3 separate regions of the Gossypium hirsutum genome follow, and regions 1 and 2 are each linked to region 3. A link is a contact called in public Hi-C data. All regions are on one chromosome and are shown on one strand. Each heading gives the region's core, a stretch centred on a gene start, on an enhancer-like site or on the middle of the called end of the contact. The rest is flanking DNA. Distances are from core to core; before and after follow the strand shown.

Region 1 (2,700 bases), core at 154-2,653, 680 kb before region 3:
AAGTTACCCTAAAAACAAAATATCAGGGAAATTTCCAAAAGATGAAAAACTAACAAACCAATGTAACCTAGAAACTGAAATTAACTCCAAATTGAAACTAAATTTTGATGGAGAAAAATGCTTATAACACCAACCCAAAGATATTCTTCCCCAGGGTAGCTCCCGAAGTACCGGACAACATTTGAATGACTACATTGCTGCAACATCTCAATTTCACCACGAATTTCTTCATACTCTTCTTCCTAAAAAAAATTACTTGATCGATCACGACTGCTGATTAATCAAGTCAATGCCATCAAGTATATCAAATACAAACAAGAAAATCATGCGCACCCCTTCACTTAATGATATAACTTTAACGGCAACAAGCTCGGAAGTTCTTATATTTCTAGCCTTATAAACTGCCCCATAAGATCCTTTCCCTGCCACCCAAAAATCCAATATCAGCTTTTCTTTTGGTCTTAATGGCCCTAAAATCAATTAAATCCCCTTCCTTAAAAGAAAAATATAGTTCATTTAGCATTAGCATGGAAAAACACGATTATATGAGAATAAGAATAACGATGATTATCACTGCGATTAAACTCACCGAGCTCATTGAGTAACTCATATTTTGTGGAAGGATCTTCTCTGATAACGCAGTCGGGAACTGAACTCGACAAAACCTTATTATTTTGCAAGAACCGACTCTCTTCCCCTTGCAAAGGCGTCGTCGAAGTAGATGTCTTTTGTTTCCCAAAACCTAGCTCTCCCATACTCGCCACCGCTCTGTTCACCACCGTCCCGCTCCCTTCTCTCTCGTTCCTCACCGTTGATCTCACCACGAACGTCCCAAAACCTTCACCTTCATCCTCCTCTTCCTCATCAACGTCCATTTCATCTCCCCTTGCTCTAATTGGGCTCACCCCCGCTAAGGCCGGTGGATTAAACGAAGACGGCGTTCCACAGCGAGCTTCACGAACATGATCCCTTTTCACGATCATGGTTCCCAAATCTCCTGCATCGCCACTGCCATCTTCGGCGTCGGAAGGAGTGCCCCCTCCGCCGCCAAAGAGTTTCGGCGCACATTTGAAGGGAGGAGGGATGGAAGATCCATCTTCACCTTCTTCGTCAACGTCTTTGTAAACCATTGTGGCGTAAAGGTCCGGGTCACGAGATGGTTGCGGTTTCGGTTTAGATTTGCCAGAATCGGAATCGGATTCAGAACCGGAATGAATGACAAAGGTAGAGTATAGCTCGGATTTCGCTTGAGATTTACGGGTCCTTCGAGACGTCAGCGGTTGCTCCATGTTTTTTTTCCTGTCTCCGGTCGGAGAGTGTGAGTGCATGAAAATGTCAGAGCGGTCAGAGCAGTGAACGCAGAATTCGCAGGTAGCCGTCGGCGCTAAAGAAAGAATAACTGTAATTTGTTAAATCGGAAATTTAATGGGCCCCGCCATGTGTCGTATACTGGATTGTAATTTTTTGGGCCATTCCAGGTTTCAGCATGATTTTTCAAATGGAGTCGGTCTTCAGCCCGCTACTCATAGAAATTCCTTCCTTCTAATTGGGCCTATTATAGATACATTGGCCCTAAGAATACCATAAGCCGTTTCTGGCAATAAAAAAGAAATAAGTTTGAATACTGGTCAATTTTTGCTACTAGTCCTTCTACAATGTCTAAGTTGCATGTTTAGACTCTATTCTTTAATTTTTTCCATTTTGCTTTTCAGATTTTGAAATTTTAGTCATTAACTAAACCTGATCATGAGTCGGGCTGGGCCAATGCAAAACTTTAGGCTTGTTTTCTACCCAGGCTTGGCCCAAAAAATGTGACTAAAATTTTGTCCAAGCCTAATAAAAGTGCTAAACCCGAGCCCGAATGGCCTGCTCATGTAAAAAAATTTTATATTATTTTTACTTAAAAACAAATTTAAGAAATATAATACATCAAGTACACTAAAAACATTAAAATAAATGTTCTCCAACCAATTGAAAAAACATTTAAAAAAACTTTTTATACTTAAATAACACTAAAATAGTTGCAACTTAACAAACAAATGCCTCTAAAATAGTAGCAAAATTAATAATAAAACAATATCTATACAATATCCAAACAGTAGCAACAAAATAGTAGTAATATAATAGCAAAATAGTAGCAAAACAACATCAAGATTCAAAATGACAGTAAACAACAACAAAACAATAGCAAACAACAGTAAAAATATTTAGGCAAATTTGAGTCAGGTCGGGCCCAGGCAAAAAAAATCTTACTCGAGACCCGACTTGTTTAGAAAACGAGTCTTATTTTTTGTTCAAGCCTATTTTCGAGCTTAAATTTTTGCCTAAACCCTCCCACTTTTCGGGCGGGCCTTTGGGTTTGGGAAGATGGTTCGACCCATAATCAGGTTTAATCCTGACCCAAATGGTAGACTAACAATTTATTAAATTATATTTTTTGGCAAACATTATCACACATGTAGTAATATGTCAACTTGCTATTTTCACATAATACTTATAAAAAAGTCATGTTATTTTAGTTAATGGATTTAACGGCGCCAGGACTAAAATTTGAAAATTCAAAAAGTATAGGGACTAAAAATGATCAAATTGAATATAGACTAAATACACAATTTACACATAGTGCTAGACTAATAGCAAAATTTGACCTAACAAGTTTAATTGCTATTGCTTAAATTAAGAGGACTAAAATTTTAAAAT
Region 2 (2,700 bases), core at 154-2,653, 590 kb before region 3:
TGGCCGCTCAAGGAGCACTGCCTATTAAAGAAAATGACTTGGTTATGGATGAAATTTGGAAGACGTTACTCATGCCAACTTTGAACAATATGGATGAGGAAGACCAATGAAAACAAGATGCTTGAACCATCAAGCAGCTTATTGACAAAAAAGAATGCAATGGACTAATCTCACAGGCAGACTCAGAATTCCCCATCATGAACTCTGATTAAGCTCTAAATTTCCAAATTGGCCACTGCATTGGATATGGTGCAAAACAAAGCAATGTATTCCAAGAAAGACATAATAACAAAGGGCTTTATTTTATCAAATAACAATCAAGACCAGAAGAGGTAAAAGGAATAAATCTGCACCTTAAACAAACTCAATATACATTAAAAAGAATGAAGAAATTGCAGTCAATAATTGCTAAAAATGATGTTAACATATAAATACTACTAACTTTACTAAACAGGAAGGGTAACTCTATGCACAGTTGATTCCTCAAAAACCAACAAAGAGCTAGAGTATCTAGTCATCTAGCATTTTTCACTAAATTCTAAGAACACTTAAAGCAAATAATATCACATTGATCACATCCATGAATTAACTTTAAAGTTAAATAATAGAATTAACACTTAGAAACACTAATTTATTAAAATTAGCATTTTCGATTACCAGATAGCAACGTTACTATGATTATGTATTTAAATCATATATTTCAAGGGATAGCTTTGCTAGTCCAATGCCAAGAACACAAAGTTTCTCCATTGACGACTTAAACAATTCCCATAATCCATATATATATATATATACACACTTGTCTTTTACCCACTTAAGTTTCTGATTCAAAATTATGAATTCTCAAACAAAATCCCTCTAACTGCAAAATTACTCGAACAATTACATTTCTATATATAGCCATAAAATCTGCTGTTTTTTTTTTTCAAATGATTTCAAATGAATACATAGGTTACGAGTGATAGGAAGAGAGACTAACTCTGCCTTCGGGGCTCCTCCTCATTCTCTCAAGAACCCTTTCAAAAGCAGGCTTTCCAGTTGTCTCTCCTAAAGCAGCTATTAAATCTGCCCTTCGTGGATCGAGCAACGCACCCACCGCTGAACCTACTGCAACCGCCGCCTGCTGCCATGGGCTCAGCTTAATTCGAGCCCTTTCTATCATTCCTAATTACTAAAAATTAAGGCCCCAAAAAACCAAACTTTTAATCAAAGAAGTCTTGAATTACCGGAGTATTAATCCAAGGTTGGGATAAAAAGGAAAGAGAAATTTGGGTGAACAAAGCAAATCGTATCGTAAGATAGAAAAGAGAAAAGGCGCGTTAAAGTTGCCACCGCTGCCGGTGGTCAGGTTGCAAAACCGCCTAGAGAAAGCTGAAACGTTAATTTTAGAGGGGTTTTCTTTTTTCCTATTTTATTACATTAAAAGACTAAAATTACAGGCCCAAACATACTGGCTTGAAAGGAGCCCAAAAGTAAGGTGAGCAACTTTTTAAACATGGGCCAACAGTGGACGTTGAACTAAACCTATCCAGAATCTGCTTTGAATTTTAATTCTCTCACTAAACGCAGTTTTTGAAAAATAATTCTAGAAAATGAATTGATTTTCTTTTTTGTTTGAATAGTTGTGCGTAAAATATTTTATATTTTTAATATTTTTTAAAATTTATTTTAGTGTCCCAAACCTAAAATAAATATATTTTTTAAAATATTACATATTATAGTTGCATTTTAACTTGTTCATGGGCCGGGCCACCTACCTAAGCCCGAAGACCCGCTTAAAAATGAGAGAGTTTGGACAAAATACGAGGTCCAAAAAATGAGCTTGTATAAATTTGAGACCCGTTTTCTATATGGTTCGAGTCATGGGCACAATTGTTTTTACCCAAGCCCTGCTCGGCTCAGCACCAATATTATGTTATAAAATATTATTATTTTAATTATATATGTTAAATAATAATTATATATTCATATTCATATTAAATCATTAATCCAATAACAATTAAACCCATTGCCTAAGACCTAAACAAAACTTACCCAACTAAATAATCCAACCCAAAATATAAAATATAAAATTTTATATTTAATATAATAAAATATTTATTATATTTATTTGTGTTTATTTAATATAATAAAACATTTATTATTTTTATGGCAGTGTTTTTTAATACAAATATTTTTAATATGTTAGAAAATTTTTATTTTGGTCCTTTTTTAGTGCATTTAGTGCATTATATCTTTTAAAAATTTTAATTTTAAATAAAAACATTCTAAAAAATCAAATATGGTAAGCCAAGTCGAGCTTGGTTTTACTTTTATTAAATCAGGCCAGACTGGGGCAAAAAAGTAAACTCATTTTTCGGGCCAAACCTAAGCTTGAAAAGGTGATCTAAATACATTGCATAGCTCCGACCCGATCTATGAGTACCTCTAGTTGCATTTCATTTCACAATCGAAATCTATTTTGTAATAAGATGATATTTTATAATAATTTATTGTATATAAATTTAATGATAAATAATACCTAATCAAAGTTTAGGTTAAAATATTCATAGTTCTCTTTGCACTCTTCATAAATTTAAAATTTAATCATAATACTTTTATTTATGGGAATTTAGTCTCTTTATTTTTCAAATTTTAAAATTTAGGTCCAATTGTTAACAATATTAAGTTCTTTTGGTTAAATTTTTTGGTGTGTTATTT
Region 3 (2,700 bases), core at 78-2,577:
AAACTTGTTTGTCCTGTTAACTTGATGAATGTTCTCCGCAATCTCCGTAGCTCCGGCAACCCAACCGATCTAGAAATATCGATATTCGGTAAACCTTGACCAATGGAGATACTGGCAAGAGGTCCTCCAATTGACTGGGATTGTGCTTCCACAATAGCATTAATCACCTCCTGCGTGGCTCTGTCCATCTCATACAGTGAATTTGCCTCTGAAAACCGGGTATTTTGTGTGGCAATGGTTGGCTGCAAAATCTTAACATCCCGAGATTTCGAGTCTGCTTTTTTTGTCAAATACGAAACCACATCTACAATGGCAATAGAAGATCTCTCCACTCCATCATTATGAGCCCATAGCTCGAACAAAGGTGAATCCCAACGATTTCTTCTATCCGGTTTCTCAAATCTTCTAACTAAATCCTCAAATATCACATCATTATATGCAGCCTCTCCCTTCTCCCGACGCTCTTCATTCCATTTCCTACATTGCGATTCTCTAACATCACAGTACAACACACAGTACCTTATCCCAGCAGCACGAGCCAAACACCACAACTCGTATCGATAACCCTTGATACTGTTCAAAGAATCAACTATAATGATATTATCTCTGGAGACAGACCTATCAACTTCGGACCTAAGCACTCCCCGTAAATTCTTCTCTGATGGCATATTAGCATAGCTCTGATTACGATCAAGATGAAATGAAGTCTCATCGATGATCCTTACAGTCTGTTTACACTCTGATTCATTCAGAGCTTCAGCTAGACATTTCGCAGCTGTCGACTTCCCACTGCACGGCTGCCCACAAATTACCACCAATGCCATCTTTTTTTTTAAAGTCTTTTTCTTACAAAATTGGGTTTAGACCGCAGCTCGCTAAGCTGCAGTTCCTTGAAATCTCACTGTTCATAAATTAAAAAAGTAATTCAAATCAAGATTTTCCTTTGCCTCAAATTTTTACATATACTTGCTAATACTGTAACATTCTTCAAAGTTTTCAGATTACATAAGACATGTATAGTTTTATAGGAAACTATATGGAAGATATAACTGAAACCCAGATCGTATTTCAGCAAGATGCAGAAATAAAATAAATAATCTAGAAAAATTGCAAAAGAATTAAATTAGGGATCAGAAGAATCCTGCAAAAAGCAGTAAGAAAAAGGACCAAAGATTAAACCGCCAAAAAGTTCTAAAAACTTGAAAACCGTAGTTAAGTAAATTACCTTGGTCGGAGATTTGAATAACAGACAGGCAGAGAGGGAGGTCGCGTTAGGAGGAATCCGCCGACCTGAATGGAAAGGCATGTAATGGAACACTAAGCTTCCATCATATTTTTGCGCTTTATGGATTTTCTTATATTTGGGCCCTTTGATTTGGTCAAGATTGGGCCTTCAGTCCCAACTTACCAATAGTTCATTTTAATGAATATATGTTAAATTTTGTTATTAGTCCCTGTATTATGTGTTAGTTGTGGAATTAGTTCAGCTACTTTAATTGGCCAATTTTTATTGTTGTACTTTTTAAATTTTAAACTTCTAGTTGACCCGAATGATATAAATTGAGTCCCTTAAGTCAAATTAAGCTATTAGTCCTATATTATGCGTATTCTTCAATTTAATTTTCTTTAGTATCTATACTTTTCGTATTTTTAAAATGGGATAATGGCAAGAAAGGCCCTTGTACTTTAGGTTTGTTCTAATGTGACACATGTATTTTCAAAATGTCCAATTTCATACATGTACTTTTGTTTTCGTTAAATATTTCGGTACCTAACCTTGATTACGTCATATTTTATGTTGATGTGGCATGTTGCCCAACCAAGGGCTGCCATGTGATTGTTTGTTGACATTTGACTTGCTAAGTGAGGTCCTTACGAGCAATTCTTCTTTTTCTCGTGGAAAATTTGGAGAAATATAACATTTTTATTGAAAATTATAGTCCTTTCAAAAATATAATTTTTTTTATAAATTCATTTTAAAAATATATAAAAATTATATTCTTTTAAAAATAATTTTTTAAATATAAATTGTTTAAATATATTGTTTTTATTATAAATATTTTATTATTAGATAGATGTTCATCAAAATCAAGATAAGTTTGATATATATTATGACTCTCATGTTTATTAAAAGTAGATTTGTTCATGTGTCATGCCACCTGAGCTGACAAAAAGGTATGCTCAAAAAGTGAGAGAATTTGGACAAAAATATAAGTCCGAAAAATGGGCTTAGACAAAAAAAAATGAGGCCCATTTAAAAAACAAGTTGGGCCTCAAGTAAGGCTCTTTTGGCTTGAGCTTGGCCCGAATTAGCAAAAAGACAAAAAAATGTTATTTTATTATTGTTTTCTTGTTGTTTTTCACTATTTTGCTATCATTTTACTATAATATTACTATTATTTTGTTATTATTGTCTGCGTATTGTATAACTCTTATTTTATTGTTAATTTTGTTGTTGTTTTAGAGACATTTGCTTGTTAAATTACACCTATCTTACTGTTATTTAAGTATAAATATTTTTAATTTATTTTCAAATTGTTAGGAAACATTTATTTGAATGTTTTTAGTATTTTTGATGTATTATATTTTTAAAATTTTCATATAATAAATAATATAAAAAATTAATTCAGTTGGGCCAAACCCATGTTTTAGCATTTTTATTCAAGCCCATTTTTAGGTTGAGCCAAGTTCAGGCGTAAA

The links. A called contact is a pair of places that touch in the nucleus more often than the background predicts.
Region 1: a contact with region 3 is called in a Hi-C map of leaf, with 2.6 times the contacts expected there. The contact joins the promoter of LOC107887414 here to the promoter of LOC107887355 in region 3. A contact is called at or near these places in 4 of 34 Hi-C or Micro-C datasets (all in leaf).
Region 2: a contact with region 3 is called in a Hi-C map of leaf, with 2.1 times the contacts expected there. The contact joins the promoter of LOC107887417 here to the promoter of LOC107887355 in region 3. A contact is called at or near these places in 5 of 34 Hi-C or Micro-C datasets (hypocotyl and leaf).

The regions. Positions count from the first base shown.
Region 1 is chrA03:68,374,170-68,376,869 of Gossypium_hirsutum_v2.1, reverse strand. It overlaps LOC107887414 (germinal center kinase 1), which reads right to left and starts at 1,403. Exons shown (of 18, transcript XM_016811651.2): 1 at 590-1,403; 2 at 334-422; 3 at 135-242. The coding sequence starts at 1,328.
Region 2 is chrA03:68,282,423-68,285,122 of Gossypium_hirsutum_v2.1, reverse strand. It overlaps LOC107887417 (ubiquinone biosynthesis protein COQ4 homolog, mitochondrial), which reads right to left and starts at 1,403. Exons shown (of 2, transcript XM_016811654.2): 1 at 980-1,403; 2 at 1-21. The coding sequence starts at 1,162.
Region 3 is chrA03:67,689,385-67,692,084 of Gossypium_hirsutum_v2.1, reverse strand. LOC107887355 (protein KTI12 homolog) reads right to left here and starts at 1,327. Exons shown (of 4, transcript XR_005916689.1): 1 at 1,226-1,327; 2 at 1-901.